Regions from separate parts of the Sus scrofa genome. Here region 2 is linked to region 1. A link is a contact called in public HiChIP or PLAC-seq data. All regions are on one chromosome and are shown on one strand. Each heading gives the region's core, a stretch centred on a gene start, on an enhancer-like site or on the middle of the called end of the contact. The rest is flanking DNA. Distances are from core to core; before and after follow the strand shown. Region 1 holds the start of NPM3 (nucleoplasmin-3). Region 2 holds the start of C14H10orf76 (UPF0668 protein C10orf76 homolog).

Region 1 (3,307 bases), core at 205-2,704:
TTTTTGAAGTGCCTCCCACATAGGGCTAGGCCATGACCACTTTGGGTACGAGAGCCTAACTTCATAGGACTCAATCTGTTGCAAAGTGCAGTAACTTCTGGAAATTAACCTCGATGAAGATCAGCATGTGAAATGTTAATTTTGACATCTGGCAAGAAGGGTTCAGGGACTAATTGATCCCATTTGCCCTCGGATCAGTTGTCCTTTAATTTCAAGACTATTCCTACTGGTTTTATTAAATCAGTCTTTAGTTTTTGCATGTTTGTATCTAATTTTTAAAAGAATGAGCACACTTTAACCAATGACTTATGGTTACCTTTTGTCTTTCCTTTAAACGGGTTCTGAAAGCTTCAAGTATTCTAATTTAGATTTGGTGTTTTTAAGGGTTCTGAGCATGAGGCTAGCAGGTAATCTCTGCAGGATTTTTTTTTTTTTTTTTATGATGGCTGGCTGGCTTCTCCATTGGTTCATAACTATTTTGTTACATTGCTTTCCTGCAGTTTTGTATCAGCTGTTTTAACTTTGAGCTGAGAGGGGAAGGTCAAGGGGGAAGGAAACTTAAAACATTTTCCTTCATAGGTTCCCATCAGTATGGACTTTGGAAAGAGAGTTTTTAAAAAGCATTGTATTTAGTGCTGCCTAGTAACTTTCAACCAAAGCCTGTGAGTGCACTGAGTGGGTGAGATGAAGGAAGGAGGCCTCTTCATATACAGGGTTAGAAAACCTTCAACTGATAGGAGGATATAGGTATGCTATGTTGGACAACTGGAACCAAGTTTGTAGTTTTCAGGGCTGGGATGAAGGGAAGATATCTACAAGATACTGTTTTAAATGGCTTAATGTCATTTGATTTTCTCTTTAAGTACATTTTGTACACTAGTGGACAATTCTAGCATTTTATCTGGAGGGTTCCACAGTCATCCTATGGAATCAGGATTTTTCGCAAGTTTGCTTGTGGCTTTATCTTGGCTTTTAATAATCAGTTTGGCTGGTCTTCTGGTCACAGAGCTAATAACTATGAAACAGATGTCCAGGCCTCTAGGATTGTAAAGTGCTATGTTATCTTCTACGGTTATGAATATTTATTAAGGTTGGGATGACATTTCATTGATTGTTTAGATCACAGCTCAGTTTCTGTAGAAAACAAACTGTAAAACTATCTGAAGACCATGCAAGAGGCAAAATAAAACTTGAAGTGAATGTGTGTGATGGTGTCCTATGTAAACCTCCTTCCTGTTTTTGCCTCCTACCTTTTCTCCTGCCCTTGCATTCCTCACCTGCAAGCATGTATTCCTCTACATAGCTGTTCCAAGTTAAGAATTAGATCCTTCCTTTTCTTGTTTTTTTTTTGTTGTTTTTTGCTTTTTAGTGTCTCAGCCTCTCGACATATGGAAGTTCCCAGGCTAGGGATCAAATGCGAGCTATGGCTACCAGCCTAGGCCACAGCCACAGCAATGTGGGATCCGAGCCACGTCTGCAACCTACAACAGCTCAGGGCAACCCACTGAGTAAGGGCAAGGATTGAATCAGTCCAGATTTTCCTCAAGGCAAGGTAAAAGGAAAGTGGCCTACTACTTGGCCAAGCCACCTTCTTGCCAAAATTATAACCTGGGTGCGAATCAACACAGCTAGTTTGAGTTCTTGCCACCAAGCAGAGTAAGGAACACAAGTGCCTGATTGTTTGGTCAAAAGGTGAAAGCTGGAGGCAGAGCCCAAATTATGAGACAGGAGTCCAAGGCAGAAAGATGTTCTGGGACTAGCATGCCTTTGCCAGTCCCACGCTTGAGCTGCTAGCAAGCACCAGCAGGCAGCCAGCATTTGAAGTTCAGTGAAGACAGGCAATCACTATCAGATTGCCTTGCTTCTGGATAGTGAACTGCAAAATCAATTAGAGCAGGAACCATATCCAGGAGTGGATGGAGTGGCTTGAATAACACTAGGTCTTCTGTCAGGCTCCTCAGTTCCTTTGGAGGAAAGGCAAATCTGAGCACATTTGCTATTATAAGGAAAAGGCTGCACTATATCTCGCCTTTCCTAGGGGAACTGGAAAAATTTACATTTTACATACACCAACGAAAGCTCACCTTGGGTTGGGTTGTGGAACTAGAGAAAATGGAGGCAGGAGCCGCTCCCTGAGAGTCTTGGACGTGGAAGTGAGCAAGGACGTTAACACGAATCCCAAGTGCATGTTTTGCGATGTTACCATCTCCGTGCGGTCTCAATCAACAGGTCTGAGGCTCCTGAGCCAAACTGGGCAATGGCCCCCTGCCCAGAGTGCTTCTCCTTTAATAGGTGGGGCCGGAGCCGCCGCGAGGCTCGGGCTTTGTACGTGTCGGAGGCGGAGCCTCAGCCGGCACTAGCAGCATGGCCACCGGCGCCGCTGCTGCCTTGGGTTTCTTGAATCAGGAGAGCCGCTGCCGGGCCGGGGGTGCCGGCAGTCTGCGAGTCCCTACCCCGGTCACTATGGACAGTTTTTTCTTCGGTATTCAGAAAAGGAGGGGCTGGGGGTGTTACTGGGTCACAGGCAGGGCTGGGGAACAGAAATGCAGATGCGTGCGCGACGTGGGTGGGGACTCAGGGGGCCTCGCACGCGGCCGCTGGAGCGGAAGGGGAGGCCAGGCCCCTGTCCTCTTCGTGCAAGGGGGGGCTCCACGTGGACCTGAGAAGTGGGCCTGTGAATAGGTCAGTCCTGGGCTGCACGTGAGCCGCCGCCACATGCTCACTGTGCTATATCTCTTCCAGGCTGCGAGCTCTCCGGCCACAGTCGCTCTTTCACCTTCAAGGTAGAGGAAGAGGATGATGCAGATCACGTGCTGGCTTTGACCATGGTAAGGGGCGGGGAAGGCGTGGTGGTGAATAGGACCCGAGCAGGTCACCCGTGGGCCTCTACCCGCGCGTCTCTCCTCCTTGTCCCATTTATTGCGAGTCACTTCCTCTGCTGCCTATCCCCCTTTGGGGAGACTCCCTTGGCCAGGTGATCCAGGGACCTCTGAGGCTGGGCAAGTTCCAGGGTAGATGCCCCCATTTGTGGTGTTCACCCTCACATGGGGAGACTCCGAGGCCCTATGTACCTTTCCCAGCTCTGCCTCACTGAGGGGGCCAAAGATGAGTGTAACGTGGTAGAAGTCGTGGCCCGGAACCGTGACCACCAGGAGATTGCAGTCCCTGTGGCCAACCTCAAGTTGTCCTGCCAACCCATGGTAAGTGTTCTGGCCATACCTCGGGAGGTTGGGAGGTAGGAATTGAGGACTTAAGGACTCCTCACAAGATGGGTGGACCAGGAGTGGCCTAGGCCTTCATCTTTCTC
Region 2 (3,307 bases), core at 582-3,081, 250 kb before region 1:
CTTGATAATTTATTGTCTAATATGTAAAACACTTTTCTATCTATCTATCTATCCATCACCTATCATTTTGTTACAATTATAATCTCAGTTTGTAATTTTTTTTTTTTTTAATTTTTATTTTTTGGTCTTTTTGCTATTTCTTGGCGTGGCATATGGGTTCCCAGCTAGGTCAATCGGAGCTGTAGCGCCGCCTACGCCAGAGCCACAGCAACGCGGATCCGGCCACGTCTGCCCTACACCACAGCTCACGGCAACGCCGATCTCAACCCACTGAGCAGCCAACCAACCCACACCTCATGGTCCTAGTCGGATCGTAACCACTGCCCACGAGGATCCTGTTTTTTTAATACTCAAAAATAGATTCAGTAGTCAAAAATATTTTAAAAAAAAAAAAAAAAAAAAAAAAAAAAAAAAAAAAATAGGAAATTCAGCTAAAAGCTTAAAATTCAGAACTAGGACCTCAAGATCTTCTTTTCTTTTGCCATTTCTGCTCCCGCATATTCCCAGCTAGGGTCCAATCGGAGCTGTAGCTGCCAGCCTACGCCAGAGCAACAGCAATGCGGGATCCGGGCCGCGTCTGCGACCTACACCACAGCTCACGGCAACGCCGGATCGTTAACCCACTGAGCAAGGCCAGGGACCGAACCTGCAACCTCATGGTTCCTAGTCAGATTCTTTAACCACTGCGCCACGACGGGAACTCTGACACATTTACTCTTTTTTAAAAAATATCCAGAGTTCCCAGAGCGGCTCAGCGGTTAACAAATCCCATGAGGTTGTGGGTTCGGTCACTGGCCTTGCTCAGTGGGTTAAGGATCTGGCGTTCCCATGACCTGTGGTGTAGGTCGCAGACTTGGCTCAGATTCCACGTTGCTGTGGCTCTGGTGTAGGCTGGCAGCTACAGCTCCGATTCGACCCCTAGCCTGGGAGCCTCCATATGGCGCTGGCATGGCCCTAAAAAGACAAGAAAATGAAAACAAAAAACCCCCAAACCAAACAAAACACACATTAGGCAAGCTGTTTAATCACTCAAAACCCTTTTTTTTTTCTTCTTATTGTGAAGTACCTACTTTATAAAGCCATTGTAAGGAGACATAACACACTCATACAGCCCTGTATATCTTTATTATTATTTTTTTGTCTTTTTAGGGGTGCACGCACAGCACATGGCAGTTCCTGGGGTCGAACTGGAGCTGCAGCTGCAGGTGGACACCACAGCCACACAGCTCACCGCATAGCCAGACTCTAACCAACAGACTAGGGGTCGAATCTGTATCATGTATTCTAGTGGGGTTCTTAACCCACTCAGCCACAACAGGAACTCTCGGGTATATCTTTTTCAATCTTTCATTTTGTATACGAGAAAATTGAAATTCGGAGACGAAAATTTGCCAAGTTGACCAAGCTTTACAAGGTGCTTTGCAGAAAGCAGGCACATAGTATATATATGTTGAATGAATGAGTTTGTTTTCATCGTTCACTTTCGGAGTTGCAATAAAGATATTGAAACATATATCTTTCCAAACTTTGTCACTGTTTCTAGAGTATATATTTATTCCGTAAGCGTAATTGCTAATTTCAAGTGCCATATTTTTTAAAAAGTGCTAATTCAACTTTTTTAGGGTAGTTATTCATTTATTTATTATTATTACTTAGCAACACTTTCTATTTTTAATTCAATTTTTATTTTATGTTGGATTATAGTTGATTTATTTTATGTTGGATTATAGTTGATTTACAATGTTGCGTTACTGCTAATTCTACTTGCAGCCAGCGGACCCTTGATAATGTTTCTTTGCTAATTCCTTACTCGCGGTGCATTTCGGGAGTCGTAGTCTTTGTGATGCTTGCTGGGAGTCGTGGTTCCAGCCAGCCTCAGGCCGCAGGCGCGGGCGTACCTGTCATGCGTCAGGCTTTAGGACCCGGTGGCGCACAGCGGGCCGGGGGAAGGGTTGGGGGAGGTCGGGAACGCGTCCGTGAGGCCGGAGCTGCGGCGGCGTCGGTGGCGTCGGGAGCGAGCGGGCCCGGGAGCGGCGCGGGTGGTGGAGGTGGAGCCAGGGGCTCGGTAAGCGGCGCGCGCTCGGGCCGGTCTCCGAACCTGGCCACCCTCTTTTGGTGCAGCCATACCAGGCCTTGGCCCTGAGGCTGCCCTGGGGGGGCGGGGCCTGTGCTCGCCTAAGGGACGACGGGGGTGACGGGGGGAGAGGGAGGGAGGACAGCTGCTGAGGCGGGCCGAGGCTGCGTGCGGCTAGGAGGCTGGGCCCAGGGCGACGGAGCGGAAAGAGAAGCGACTAGCTCTTCCAGTGGCCGGTCCCTTTAACTCTCCAGTGCCAGTCATGTCCCTCCCGCTGTGGGTCCCTGCTGGGCCCGCCTGGCAGCCGAAGCGCTGACCTTTGACCCCAGTCCGAGGCTGACCCCGACTCCTTAGGCTACCTTGGAGAGCCCTCCACCAGCTAGTTCCCACCCCAGGGTGGCCTTCAGCCCAGACGGGTCCAGGGGTGAGACTTGGAGCAAGACCTCGAAGAAGATCTGCCCCAAGTCTTCAGGTGTCCCGGAAGGGCCCCATCCTGTCCTTTTTACAGTCTCGACCACCGGCTTCAGCCCACCTTTTATACCCAATCACTGAAGCTACTGTGTTTTCAGTGGGTTATTTGGTGTGAGCCTAGGAAACGAACCTCTTCCTAGGCAGGTGTAGGAAAGAAACAGGAGAAAAAAACTATCAGAAGCTGAGGAGTGCTGCCTCTCATGGGGAAGCAGAAACTTGGGAAGGCCCAAGTAAATGTGGATATCTGACCCTTCTCAGTTCTTCCTTTCCAGAAAAAGTTTTGAGCCTAGTGAGAGCTGTTTCTTTGTATTCTGTCTGCTCACTGACTTTGTAAACCAGGGCAAATAGGATTTGTGTTCCTGCTATTAGCACAGTTAACTGAAATTGTTTTGCCTTCAGTTGGTCTTGTGTGCACAGTACTTCCTATGTGAAGGCTTTCCTAGATATTATATCCGCTAGAGAAAGGCGGATCCATCTTGTTAGGATTGTGAAGGGAAGCTCTCATTCTTTCCTTAGTGAATAGGGTAGCCTCTAAGGTATTTATTTTCATTGGGTGTTTATGCATTATAATTCATTTGCTTGTTCAGCATTTGAATAATAATGATGCTGCTGATGAAAAACTTGTTGAAAACTCAAAATAGTTATGAAACTTGGAATCTTTTTTTTTGGCCACCCTGTGGCATATGGAGTTCCCGGGCCAGGGATCAAACCTGCGCCCCAGTCACAGCTGCAGTAATGCCAGCTCCTTCACCCAGTGTGCCC

What was found. HiChIP or PLAC-seq counts read pairs in DNA pulled down with a chosen protein or histone mark.
Region 2: a contact with region 1 is called in an H3K27ac HiChIP or PLAC-seq map of skeletal muscle, with 5 times the contacts expected there. The contact joins the promoter of C14H10orf76 here to the promoter of NPM3 in region 1. A contact is called at or near these places in 2 of 2 datasets of contacts at active chromatin or transcription factors (alveolar macrophages and skeletal muscle).

The regions. Positions count from the first base shown.
Region 1 is chr14:112,820,391-112,823,697 of Sscrofa11.1, reverse strand. It overlaps NPM3 (nucleoplasmin-3), which reads left to right and starts at 1,454. Exons shown (of 6, transcript XM_003359343.4): 1 at 1,454-2,482; 2 at 2,743-2,828; 3 at 3,081-3,200. The coding sequence starts at 2,365. MGEA5 (protein O-GlcNAcase) reads left to right here. Exons shown (of 16, transcript XM_003483548.4): 16 at 1-1,204.
Region 2 is chr14:113,071,523-113,074,829 of Sscrofa11.1, reverse strand. It overlaps C14H10orf76 (UPF0668 protein C10orf76 homolog), which reads left to right and starts at 1,831. Exons shown (of 26, transcript XM_021072731.1): 1 at 1,831-2,065.